2 separate regions of the Sus scrofa genome follow, and region 2 is linked to region 1. Evidence: chromatin contacts called from public promoter capture Hi-C data. All regions are on one chromosome and are shown on one strand. Each heading gives the region's core, a stretch centred on a gene start, on an enhancer-like site or on the middle of the called end of the contact. The rest is flanking DNA. Distances are from core to core; before and after follow the strand shown. Region 1 has its middle 30 kb from the start of GLOD5. Region 2 holds the start of TIMM17B (mitochondrial import inner membrane translocase subunit Tim17-B).

The links. Promoter capture Hi-C pulls out the DNA fragments that hold promoters and counts their contacts.
Region 2: a promoter capture Hi-C map of liver shows a contact between it and region 1, with 3 times the contacts expected there. The contact joins the promoter of TIMM17B here to the enhancer-like site in region 1. A contact is called at or near these places in 1 of 5 promoter capture datasets (liver), 5 of 47 Hi-C or Micro-C datasets (embryonic fibroblasts, heart right ventricle, liver and 2 more) and 1 of 2 datasets of contacts at active chromatin or transcription factors (alveolar macrophages).

The regions. Positions count from the first base shown.
Region 1 is chrX:42,843,703-42,849,800 of Sscrofa11.1, forward strand. No RefSeq gene overlaps it. Among named protein-coding and RNA genes, the nearest start is that of GLOD5, 30 kb to the right of the region's middle. Within about 2 kb of position 3,164, at least 70 of the 83 cell types and tissues checked have an H3K27ac peak or open chromatin away from gene starts, as enhancers often do. A contact at or near this core is called in alveolar macrophages, embryonic fibroblasts, liver and 2 more, where this site is marked.
Region 2 is chrX:42,972,141-42,978,644 of Sscrofa11.1, forward strand. TIMM17B (mitochondrial import inner membrane translocase subunit Tim17-B) reads right to left here and starts at 4,147. Exons shown (of 6, transcript XM_003360308.4): 1 at 3,733-4,147; 2 at 2,776-2,875; 3 at 1,422-1,485. The coding sequence starts at 3,905. PQBP1 (polyglutamine binding protein 1) reads left to right here and starts at 4,506. Exons shown (of 6, transcript NM_001246668.1): 1 at 4,506-4,591. The coding sequence starts at 4,525.

The DNA.
Region 1 (6,098 bases), core at 1,914-4,413:
GGACAGATGTTCCTCAGCCCACAGGAGGAACCAACCCTGCGGACACTTTGATCTCTGACTTCCAGCCTTCAGAACTGTGAGAAAAGTAATTTCTGTTGTTTGAGATACCTGGTTTGTGGTCCTTAGAGCAGCCCTAGCAAACGAGGACTACATCCTCCATGACAAAGAGTTTTCCAATCCAAGATGTCAATAGGTGTGGGATGGTCATTTTTTTTTTATTACTCAAATGAATTCATCACATCTGCAGTTGTATAATGATCACAACAATCCAATGTCACAGGATTTCCATCCCACAGCCCAAACACATCCCCCCACCCCCCATGGGGTGGTCATTTTGTAATGTGTACACATATCAAATCACTATGCTGTGTACGTGGAACTCAGCAATTATATTCCAATGAAAAAAATGCATTGTTCATCGACTTATTCTTGATTTGGGGAAAACTCATCAAGAATATCAGATCTGAAGAGTCACAGTCTGAGGTTTCACTTCCATAATAAATTTCAGCAAGATCCCCCCAAAATCATCAGTAGTGCTAAAGCCGTGGACCCTTGCCCTAAATACAGAACCCAAAAGTACTCACTAACCTCAGGACCTCTGATAAAGACCAATCAAAAGTAACTGAGAGGGAGTTCCCGTCATGGCACAGTGGTTAACGAATCCGACTGGGAACCATGAGGTTGCAGGTTCGATCCCTGCCCTTGCTCAGTGGGTTAAGGATCCAGTGTTGCTGTGAGCTGTGGTGTAGGTTGCAGATGCGGCTCGGATCCAGCATTGCTGTGCCTGTGGCAGCGTAGGCCGGTGGCTAGAGCTCCGATTCTAACCCTAGCCTGGGAACCTCCATATGCCGCGAGAGCGGCCCAAGAAATGGCAAAAAGACAAAAAAAAAAAAAAAAGTAACTGAGAGTACACAGATCTTTGGACATAGACTGCCAAGAACTCAAAAAGCCCTCACACACTGAACACAGAAGTCTCAACTGTTCAAAGATGACATGCCCTTGAGAGACCCCTAACAAGTCAAAGACATCATTCTATGGGACAGAGACTACCAGGAAGATGAAAAAACGTAGCATCTAGAGACATCACAGATGAGACACAGAACCCAAGAGAGCTCTGGGTCAAAGATCTCAGCTATTTCATACCTTGGACACACACCAAACAGGTGAACAACAGCTTAGGAAAAGTATCATTCATTTCCAGCTTTTAAAATCGTATCATGGTTGGAGTTCCCGTCGTGGTGCAGTGGTTAACAAATCCGACTAGGAACCATGGGGTTGCAGGTTCGATCCCTGGCCTCGCTCAGTGGGTTAAGGATCCGGCATTGCTGTGAGCTGCGGTGTAGGTCACAGATGCGGCTCGGATCCTGCATTGCTGTGGCTCTGGTGTAGGTCGGTGGCTACAGCTCCGATTCGACCCCTGGCCTGGGAACCTCCATATGCAGCGGGTGCGGCCCAAGAAATGGCAAAACAAAAAAAAAATACAAAAACAAAATTTTTTAATTAAAAATAAAATAAAATAATATCATGGTTATGTATGTTCTTTACATTAGGGGAAGCTGGGCAAAAGTTATACAAGAGCTCTGCACTATTTCGGCAATTTTTTCTAAGTCAAATGATTTCAAAATAATTTTTAAAGGGAAAAAGATCTAAGGACATAAAAAGTAACTTATAAAGCTTAAATACATCGTTCCACAAGCTCAGAAAACAACATTAAGCCCCTTTCGCAGTCCAAGAAATGCCAAAAACCAAAAGTCAGATTCAACTTTAAGAAAGAACAAAAACCAAAACCCTACACTTGCAAAGACAAGGACCCTCAAACAACTTAGAGATTTCACACCCTAGGACAGAGACCCACAAACATCTGGAAGACCTAAAACCCCTGTGATGCAGACCTCAAAATAGCTGAGAGACTTCACAATTTGTTCAGAGATGCCCTGCCCTGAACTGAGATTCCAACGCAAGTCTGAGATTTGACATTCCAGACACAAGTCCCCCAAACTGCACACAGCACAGGAACCTTATGAGTTGACTGACTTGAGAACCACTTTCCTCCTACTCACCTACACTCAGCCGAACATCTCCCCAGCCTGATACTTAAAATCCCATCATTAAAAAGTTTACTCCTTTAAGTCTCGCCCCTCCCCCCGCCTTCAAAATTCTCCTTTTAATTGCCACACGCCCCTCCAGCTTACAGCATGAGATCATGCATTGCTCTCTAGCCGGGTATGGCCCAGCCCCTCACCCTACTCCTTCATACATGCACTGCCCCACACCCCAACTCAGGCCTGGACCAGAGGGGACAGGAAACTTCCAAGTCATCCTCTCCGGAGGGAGGAAGGGATGATTTGGAGGAGGATCGTGAGATCGCCTTGAACCTTCTCTGCAGGACTCGGACCTACAGAGGCAGCCTGTTACACGGATGTCAGAAGCCCTGGAGAATTTTTTTTCAGTGCTGTTGTGACCTGGGAGTGGATCCAGAAATCAATATAATGGGATGCAATAAGCATTGTTTTAAAAAGAGAAAGAACAGATAGAAGAGAATAGAAAAGATTACCCGACACAATCTGTGTCAGCCAATAATGCCAGCTTCTTTTACAGGTGCGGAAACTGAAGTTCCTAGATGGGATTCGAACCTACAGTCTCCAGTAGCCAAAGCCCTGCCTCAGCAACCCCAAACGCCAAACCGAGAGCCATAGCGCCTGCGCCAAACCAGTAGCCAATGACAGCCTGGAGCCAGGGGGATCCGGCTCATAGCCTGTAAGAGATTTGGGAAAACCTCTGTACCCTGGAAGAGCTTGAGTAGGCAATCTCACGGCGGCCAATCATAGCTGAGGGCAGGACTTGCTCCCACCCTACTCACCCAGCAGCCAATCACCGCTCCAGCTACCGCCTTCCAACCCCACCCCCACCCCACCCCGCCGCTGTTGATTAGACTCGGTAGAACCAACCCAGGCGGGACCAAATGAAAGGTCATGGTGATGGCGGCTTCCAGATAGGTGGAGGCTCCAGGTTGAGGGTGGGGTTCCCCCCACATGCCTGGCCTCCGAGGCCAAGGTCGGTCAGGGCATCGCCATTCTCTCCATTTGGGGCAGGGGCTGATCCATGCGCAAAGTCTTAGGTGTCCTCACATGCACAGTGGTTTCTTCCAAAGTACACGGCCCCCCCCCCCGTCCCCGTGGTACCTCCCAGAGTGGACTGTCCCATCCCGCAAAGGTGTGTCCAGGATCTGCAATGTCTCATCATTAACTATTCATTCCCACCCCTCACACTGCGTGCGTGACCTAAGAAGGGCTATTTCATATCAGTTTTCCACTGATGTTGATATCATGTCAATTGGTTCACGCCAATACAACTAAGTAGATATTTCTCTTTCACATCTTCCTCCCCCTGCCCATGTTCCCTCCCCGTCTCACTCTCACATATCTCCCCAGTGGACCATCCCAAATCTGATGAGCCTGTTGAGAGCGAGGGCAAGGGATCCAACCCCTTGCTGCAGTCCTGGCCCATAAGGAGGTTTCATTTCTCCCAGTGCTACTGATGAAAGTGTGAATTTGTGTGCCAACATCTATCGGAATAAAAAAAATGACACACCTTCCCACTAGGATGGCAGTACCTCCAGGATGTATATGGATTTCTGTTTCCTCTGTGTCTCTGCAGCACTTAAAACGGTGCTTTGCACACATTAGGTAGTCAAAGTAGGGACTGCTAAATAAATGACTCCTCTGACCTGGCAGTTCACTTCTAAGTATGTGTTCTAAGGAAATACACATGCACAGGTCTGTGCTCACAAGAATGGAAGGAGCACGCAACTAGCGGGGAAAGAGTGATTCATGTTATACTGTCACGTACAGGCTGGCTGTGAGATGGAATGAGACCTCAGCACTGGAAACGTACCCCAAATGGCTCAGGAAATATCCCATCATTGGACACAGAGCACAAAAGAGCCTGGAGACCTCACCCCATGGGGCACAGAGTCCAAAACAGTTTAGGGATCTCACACTGTGGACAATGACCACAAAACAGCCTAGAGACCTCATACTCTGGCCAAAAGCTGGCAAAAAAGCTCAGAGAACACACAGTTAGTTCATAGATAGCATCCTTCAGTCTCAGACTCCTACAAACATCTCAGAGACTTCACTCCCTGGGACATTAAAACGTCTCCACACTGGGATGTGAATCCCAAATGGCTGACATACCTCACAGCGCAGACACAGACCCCCAAACAGCTCAGAGACCTCACCCCCTGGGATTTACCTTAAAAATCCCAGCCAAGAAACTATTGCCTTTGGAATGGATGAGCAAAGAGATCCTGCTGTATAGCACTGGGAACTATATCTAGTCACTTATGATGGAGCATGATGGAGGATAATGTGAGAAAAAAATGGACATATATGTATGTGTGACTGGGTCTCTTGCTGTACTATAGAAAATTGACAGACCACTAAACCAGCTATAATGGAAAACATAAAAATCATTACAATAAAATTTTTTTTTCAAAAACAAAAATTCCAGCTAAGGAATTCCTTTCATGGCTCAGTGGTTAACAAACCCAACTAGGATCCATGAGGATGCAAGTTCGATCCCTGGCCTCACTCGGTGGGTTACGGACCCAGCATTGCCGTGAGCTGTGGTGTAGGTTGCAGACACAGCTTGGATCCCGAGTTGCTGTGGCTGTGGCGTAGGCTGGCAGCTGTAGCTCCGATTCAACCCCTAGAGCCTGGGAACCTACATATGCCATAGGTGCAGCCCTAAAAAGAAAAATAAAAAAAAATCCCAGCCAAGACCTCACCCTTTTGATATGGACCACAAAACAATCCAGAGGCCTAGACACAAACAGAATGAGGGTGTCACACATGTACCCGCTGGAGGAACCGTCTACAGGACATGCTGTTGGAGTTGCCGTCGTGGCTCAGTGGTTAATGAACCCGACTAGGAACAATGAGGTTGTGGGTTCGATCCCTGGCCTTGCTCAGTGGGTGAAGGATCCAGCATTGCCGTGAGCTGTGGTATAGGTTGCAGATGCGGCTCGGATCCCGCATTGCTGTGGCTGTAGCTCCAATTAGACCCCTAGCCTGGGAACCTCCATATGCTGTGGGAATGGCCCTAGAAAAGGCAAAAAGACAAAATTAAAAAGGCCATGCTATGAATGGGAGAGTAAGTGGAAAAGCAAGTGGGGGAAAAATGCTCAAAGACAGGAGCACCAGCCCTGCAGCGCGTTCTGAGACCTCACACCCAAACAGCTCAGAGAGCTGTGACCCAAACCCTGTGAGCCAAATCATAATCACTTCAGTGATGGCACTACCAGCGCTATTGACCCCACACAGCTCAGAAAGGTGACCACCCTGCACGCATGTTCCCAAACATCGCAGGAGCCTCTCACACCCTGGGACAATCGCAGAACCAAAAATAGTACAGTGACCTTAGACTCTGGAAGCAGATCTCTAAACAGCTAATGAGACTTTTTTTTTTTTCTTTGTAAGGCCACACCCACAGCATATGGAGGTTCCCAGGCTAGGGGTCTAATCAGAGCTACAGCTGCCGGCCTACACCCCAGCCACAGCAATGCCAGATCCAAGCTGCGTCTGTAACCTACACCACAGCTCATGGCAATGCCAGATCCTTAACCCACTAAGTGAGGCCAGGGATCGAACCCACAACCTCATGGTTCCTAGTTGGATTTGTTTCCGCTGCACCACGATGGGAACTTCTAAAGAGCTAATGAGACTTTATATTCAGGAACACAGAATCAAAACATAGAGACCCCATGCCCCAGAAGAAAGTTTCCAAAACAGGGCAGAGACTAAACACCCTGTAACAAAGGCCCCCAAACATCTCAGATATCCTAAAGCCCCGAAATATAAAGTTCACAACAACAAAGAGACCTCGTACCTTGGATGCAGACCTGGAAACATTTCAGGGACTTTACAAACTGGCACACAGGTTAAATAAAGAAATAGATCAGGGAGTTCCCTGGTGTCTCAGCAGGTTAAGGACCTAAGGACCTGGCATTGTCACTGCTGTGGCTCAGGTTCAATCCCTGGCCTGGGAACTTCTGTATGTCACAGGTACAGCCAAAAAAAAAAAAAAAAAAAAAGGAA
Region 2 (6,504 bases), core at 2,897-5,396, 130 kb after region 1:
GCTCCACAAGGCAATCCCTAACAGAGCAACTCTGATCTTTATAACTACTGCACAGAATTCGAATTCTGACCGTGGGAGTTCCTGTTGTGGCTTGGCAGAAATGAATCTGACTAGTATCTATGAGGATGCAGGTTTGATCCCTGGCCTTGCTCAGTGGGTCAGGGATCTGGCACTGCCATGAGCTGTGGTGTAGGTTGCAGACGCAGTTCAGATCCCATGTTGCTGTGGCTGTGTTGTAGGCCAGCAGCTGTAGCTCCGATTGGACCCCTAGCCTGGGAATCTCCATATGCCGCAGGTGCAGCCCTAAAAAGCACCAAAAAAAAAAAAATGTTTACTGAGGTCTTACTGTGTGCCAGGACCTGATCTACATACTGCATATTACTTGATTTCTGAAAATCTAAATCAGTTAATATAATCAAAGTGCTTAACAGTGCAACCAGCACTAGTAAGTACTAAGTTTTCCATGAATCACAAAACTGATTGAGGTGGTGACTGTTACTGTCACTGGGTTCAGAGAGGTTAAGCCACCAGCCCAAGCTCACACATCACAGAAGAGCCAGGGCCTGGATTTAAACTCCAGAACTCACCCATATGAAAATTTTGGGAAATATTACCCCCCCCCCAGGAGACTCAGTCATGGCTTGGTGGAAATGAATCTGACTAGCATCCATGAGGACACAGTTTCGATCCCTGGCCCCGCTCAGTGGGTCAAGGATCCGGCATTGCTGTGACACGCAGCAAACACAGCTTGGGTCCCATGTTGCTGTGGCTGTGGCATAGGCCAGTGGCCACAGCTCCAATTTGACCCCTAGCCTGGGAACCTCCACATGCCCTGGATGTGGTCCTAAAAAGACAAAAATAAATAAATAAATAAATAAATTATTCCGGGGAGTTCCCGTTGTGGCGCAGTGGTTAACGAATCCAACTAGGAACCATGAGGTTGCGGGTTCGGTCCCTGCCCTTGCTCAGTGGGTTAACAATCCGGCGTTGCTGTGAGCTGTGGTGTAGGTTGCAGACGTGGCTCAGATCCCGCGTTGCTGTGGCTCTGGTGTAGGCCAGTGGCTACAGCTCCAATTCGACCCCTAGCCTGGGAACCTCCATATGCCGCGGGAGCGGCCCAAAGAAATAGCAAAAAGACAAAAAAAAAAATAAAATAAAATAAAAAAGAAATGCAGGGCTCAGTGGGTTAAGAACCAGCCTAGTATCCATGAGGATATGGGTTAGATCTCTGGCCTTGCTTGAGATCTTACATAGGCTGGTGTGGCCGTAAAAAACCAAAAAAAAAAAAAAATTCCCCCAGGAATTCTCAGCCAGGCAGAGTTGTGGCTAGAATCTGGACCCCCGATGTGCATTCTAGACTCAAAGGAGCAGCCACCCCCAACTTTGTTATCACACCTCTTTTGTCTCCCCAAACCTCGCACCTCCAATCTGAGGGGCTCGGATCCTCACAGCGTTGACGCTGCCTCTCAATCGGTGCCGGATTCCCTGGAGGAAAGTGAGGAGGACGGGAGTCAGAGCAGGGTTGAGGTCCACGGCAGACAAGGTTTCTAGCTTTTAGGAGAGGCACTGGGGCTGGAAAGGTAGTAGGGGTGTCAGGGGTAGAGATGTGGAGCAGTGGCCAAGAACTAGGAGGGCTAGGGAGCACCCCCACATAAGTGGCCTGAGATGTTACTCATTCATTCATTCACTTATTCAGTAGTTACTGAGCACCAGTGTGCCAGGCCCCCATGCCATAAGCAGGGTTCCAGCAGTGAACACGGTAGACCTGGCTCCTACCCTCTCAGAGTTCACAGTATAGGAGGAACAGATCCTGAACAAGGGCACAGGTGAACCAGATAGCTTCAGACAGCCGCAGGTAATAGAGATAATAGGATGAAGAGATCTGAGAGTGGCTGAGCAGTCAGTAAAGGCCTCTTTGGGGTTGGGGGCTGAGACCCTGAGGAAGAGAGGGAGAGAGTCGGGCAAAGATCCAGAAAAGAGAGTTCCAGAAGGTGGGAGAGGGACAGGGCTAGAGAGAGAAATTGCAGAGACTCTGACATTAAATGGCATTTCAAGTCATGACATTTGAGGAGTTCCTGTTGTGGCTCAGCGATAATGAACCCAACCAGTATCCATGAGGACTCGGGCGTGATCCCTGGCCTTGCTCAGTGGGTTAAGGATCCAGCGTGGCCCTGAGCTGTGGTGTAGGTCGCAACCGTGGCTCAGATCCCGCGTGGCTGTGGCTGTGGCTGTGGCCGGCAGCTGTAGCTCCAATTCGACCCCTAGCTTGGGAACTTCCACATGCTGCAGGTACGGCCCTAAAAGACCAAAAAACCCAAAAAGTCATACATTTGATGAGATCTCTCAGGAAGGGGGAGGGGGGAGTTGTTCAGAGAGACAGAATTGAGTATGTTCAATTAAAAGCATATTGTCAATTTTAAGGCTGTCCTCCTCCTGCCAATTAAACTCCTATCACTTCCCTCTAGCCAGGCTTCCAACCCAGAGTCTGTCTTTAGGTAACATCTGTCTGGCTTTGCACACACACCTTTAAGTTTTGTGATGACAAAACCTTTTGACAGCACAGCATTTCCAAAGAGGAGCTCCAGTTGGGTGGGGGGTGAGGGGCAGAGGTCATGTATGCAGTTCCCCCAAACTCCCAGATCGTGGAACCAGGCCTGGCACACAGTAGGTGGGCAGGCACCAGAATGATTAAGTGCCCGTGACTGGCACTCCAAGCGGTTTTCCCATGTGGGCGGGGCAAGACCCCCGCACCACCCAAGGAAGGTCAGGACTCACGACAGGGGCATTGCGGAAGCCCTTAATGGCCTGGAAGACTCCACCGCCGATAACACCCATAGTGAAGGCTCCACCGCAATCATCCACAATTCGCCATGGGCTGCAAGCGGGAAGGGGAGGATAGGGTTAATGTGAGCCCTCCCCCATTTTATGTCACAAGGACACTTTCCAGCTGGGAGAAACTACGTCACTCAAATGGGGAGCAGCACTTCAAATAATAAAGAGGGTATTTTCCTCCATATTCTCGCAAAGAAACAGTGCGGAAGGGGGAAAAACATTAGTCGTTGCCCTTGTCCGCCCCTCTCCTTCACAGCCAACTGGTTTACTGCTAGCAAAGATTAAATGACTTGATTGCAAGCAAAGAGTGGGCACGTTTAAATAAGCGCTACGGAAGTGTTAACAAGCTGGCACTGTAAAGTACAACGGGGGTCGCACCCCCTCCTCCGACAATGAGCTCGTCCAGCCACGCTCTTCCCTTTCTTCACCTTGCACGAGGGAGGAAAAACCTAGCTGCAGACCGTGGGGACGATCCGACACCCCCTCCTTGCCCACAGTGGGCTCACCCAAGCCCCGCCTCCATTCACCAAAGGGACCTGGGAAAAACCACGCGCGGTAACCCTGGGGATTTCCGCCTAGCAACACACCACCCCCCGGCTGGAATGGATTCGACCAACGTGTCTCTTTCCGTTAACAAGAGGGACCGGGGACAAGAGTCAAGGGAAACGTGGAGTGGTTCGTCCTGCACCGCACCAGCTCCTTCAAGCACACAGTTGTGGCCCCTCTTAACGGAGCCCAAGTAAGGAAACAAGTGGACGGGAGCGGAAGGAGACAACAAACGTTTAAAAGTCTCCCGAGTCTGGGACGTGGCGCTGTGTAGCCAGCGCCTCCCCCGCCCGCCTCCCACCGCTGGCCGTGGCGCCGCAGCAAGAGTCCCGAGGCCTGTGCCCCTCGCCGTACCAAGGCTCCCGAGCGTACTCCTCCATGGCGCCGGCGTCCGGCCGCGCAGTCTGGCTAAATCCCGGCCGGGCCACACCCCCACTGTAAACGCACACAGGCGCCCGAGCTTTCCACCTATTCCAAGGTAATGATTGGGTCCTTTCGCCAGACGTCAGGCCAAGGCGCACTCTCATTGGCCAGTTAGGTTTCCGTCATCTGTTCTCTGCAGCCCGAGCGTCGCCCAGTTACCTCTGGCTCAGGGAGAGAGGGCCTCATTCTTTCCCTCAGGAGAAAAAGAGTCGTGGTCCTGGCGATCATAAAGGCGTCGAGAGAGAGGCCGACAGTCTGACAGCCTTCCGCAACCCGCGTGACTGTATTGGTAATGTCGGGGTGGGCGCATTTTTTGGAGCTAGAGGAAACCCTGCTCCCCCCACCCCTGCTCCTTGGTTCCTTCCACCCGGCAGTCTTTGGGGGACGTTGGGTGAGCCCATTTCTGGGGCGCGGGGGAGCGGCGCTTGGCCCCTTCGGCGATGGGTGGAGCCTAGGCCTGGGAGAGGAGGCCTGGGAGAGGAGTCCTGTCCCGGAGCACCCCGCCTGGAGAGGAGAGTTGGCGAGAATTTCGGTGATACTGCCGTTTATCCCTTCCACCTTTTAGCGGGTAGGTTCTGTTGCCCAGCTCCTGGTGCAGGTGGGTAGGTGGGAGTCTAGATGAGTGCATGTTGGGGAGAGGCGCTTGCTTACGAGCTCCAGATTCAAATCCTTATCTGAACTGCTTTCTCGTCTGTCCTTCCCTAGGTCTGTCTGCTACCCGCTATGCCGCTGCCCGTTGCGTTGCAGACCCGCTTGGCCAAGAGAGGCATCCTCAAACATCTCGAGCCCGGTGAGAGAGCTAAGAGCAGATGGGCCTACCATGTGCCAGGCTTGACAGGCACTTTGTTGTTGATATTGCCACTCGATCCCTAGTATGGGCCTACTATATACCAAGCAGTGGGCTGGCAGACATTTTGTTGTAAACAATACGTATTCCTGACGCCGATTCCTACCGCGTGCGCGCGGACGCCTACGGTGGGGGTGGGGCAGGGAATAGACATTTCAGCTTTAGTCGTACCTAATACTGACAGCTGATGCTTATCTTGGATCTTCATACGCCAGATTTAATCCAATCGATCCCTGGAAGAGTATCTAAGGATATTAATAGTAAACTGACATCTATTACAGCCTCTTTTGGACCAAATACAGTGGGAGGAGGCTGATATTTTGTTCTTTACCATACTAGTAGGTAACATTTTTTTCAGATCTACTGTAGAGCCAGGTACTGTTCAGGCGATATATACCGACTTGTTCACCAGTTCAATAACTGACATGTATTTCGGGTCTGCTTAAGTGGCTGGCATATGCATTATGGTTTACAGTATGTAAAATAATGGTAGGGGAGTTCCTGTCGTGGCGCAGTGGTTAACGAGTCCGACTAGGAACCATGAGGTTGCGGGTTCGATCCCTGGCCTTGCTCAGTGGATTAAGGATCCAGCGTTGCCGTGAGCTGTGGTGTAGGTCGCAGACGCGGCTCGGATCTGGCGTTGCTGTGGCTCTGGCGTAGGCTGGCAGCTCAGCTCCGATTGGACCCTTAGCCTGGGAACTTCCATATGCCGCGGGAGCGGCCCAAGAAAAGGCAAAAAAACAAAAAACAAAACAAGGATAATGATAGGATCTGTCATTTTGGCCTGCTGTGCTGCCGTTGCCAGTATTTATACCTTACTGTCATTACAGTAAAAGTTGGCATCTATTTTGGGCTAAGGTGTGGCCGTGTACTGGAAAACTCATTTTCACTTTATTGACAGGTGACATCTATTACAGGTTTGTTGTGTGCCAAGCATAGATCTTTGGTTAATAATACGGATAATGGTCATTGATATTTATTTTAAGCTTACTGAATACCGGGCCTTGTGCCCGTGGTACGTTTCTTACTAACAACACTAATGATTATAGCTGATGATCTATTTTGGACCTATTGTGTGACAGGCACTATGTTATTGCTGAAATAGACATTTCATTGTTAGCTGTATACACAGTTGAAACCTGTGATCGGCCAACTGAGGTCCAGGTACTCATGTACCTTTTTTAAAATGTTTGGTCTTTTTATGGCCACACCCACGGCATATGAAAGTTCCCGGGCTAGGGGTCGAATCAGATCTGTAGCCGCTGGCCTATGCCACAGCCACAGCAATGCCAGATCCGAGCTGCATCTGTGACTTACACCACAGCTCACAGCAGTGCCAGATTCTTAACCCACTGAGCAGGGCCAGGGATCAAACCTTCGTCCTCGTGGATGCTAGTCGGGTTCGTTATTGCTGAGCCACAATGGGAACCCCCACTCATACACCTTTTTTATTCTGTTGATAGTAACTGAAAACAGTTGCAGGTCTCAGGAGCTGAATATATTCAGAGCAGTGTTTGGATAAATGCCTTGCTCTCCAAACTTGCTACTCAATATACTAGAATCAGAAACTCCCTATTTGCCAAGCTGGAGAACTGAATGAATTTGGACGTTTTTAGATAAAACCTTTGCTGTTCAAACTAATTTTGTCCAAATAGGTTTGGATAGCGGGGAGTTTCCGTCATGGCTCAGTAGTTAACAAACCTAGTTAGTATCTATGAGGACGCGGGTTCAACCCCTGGCCTCACTCAGTGGGTTAAGGATCTGGCATTGCCATGAGCTTCAGTGTAGGTCTCAGGTGGGGCTTGGATCCTGTGTCGCTGTGGCTGTGGCCTGGAGTGGCAACTACAGCTCCAATT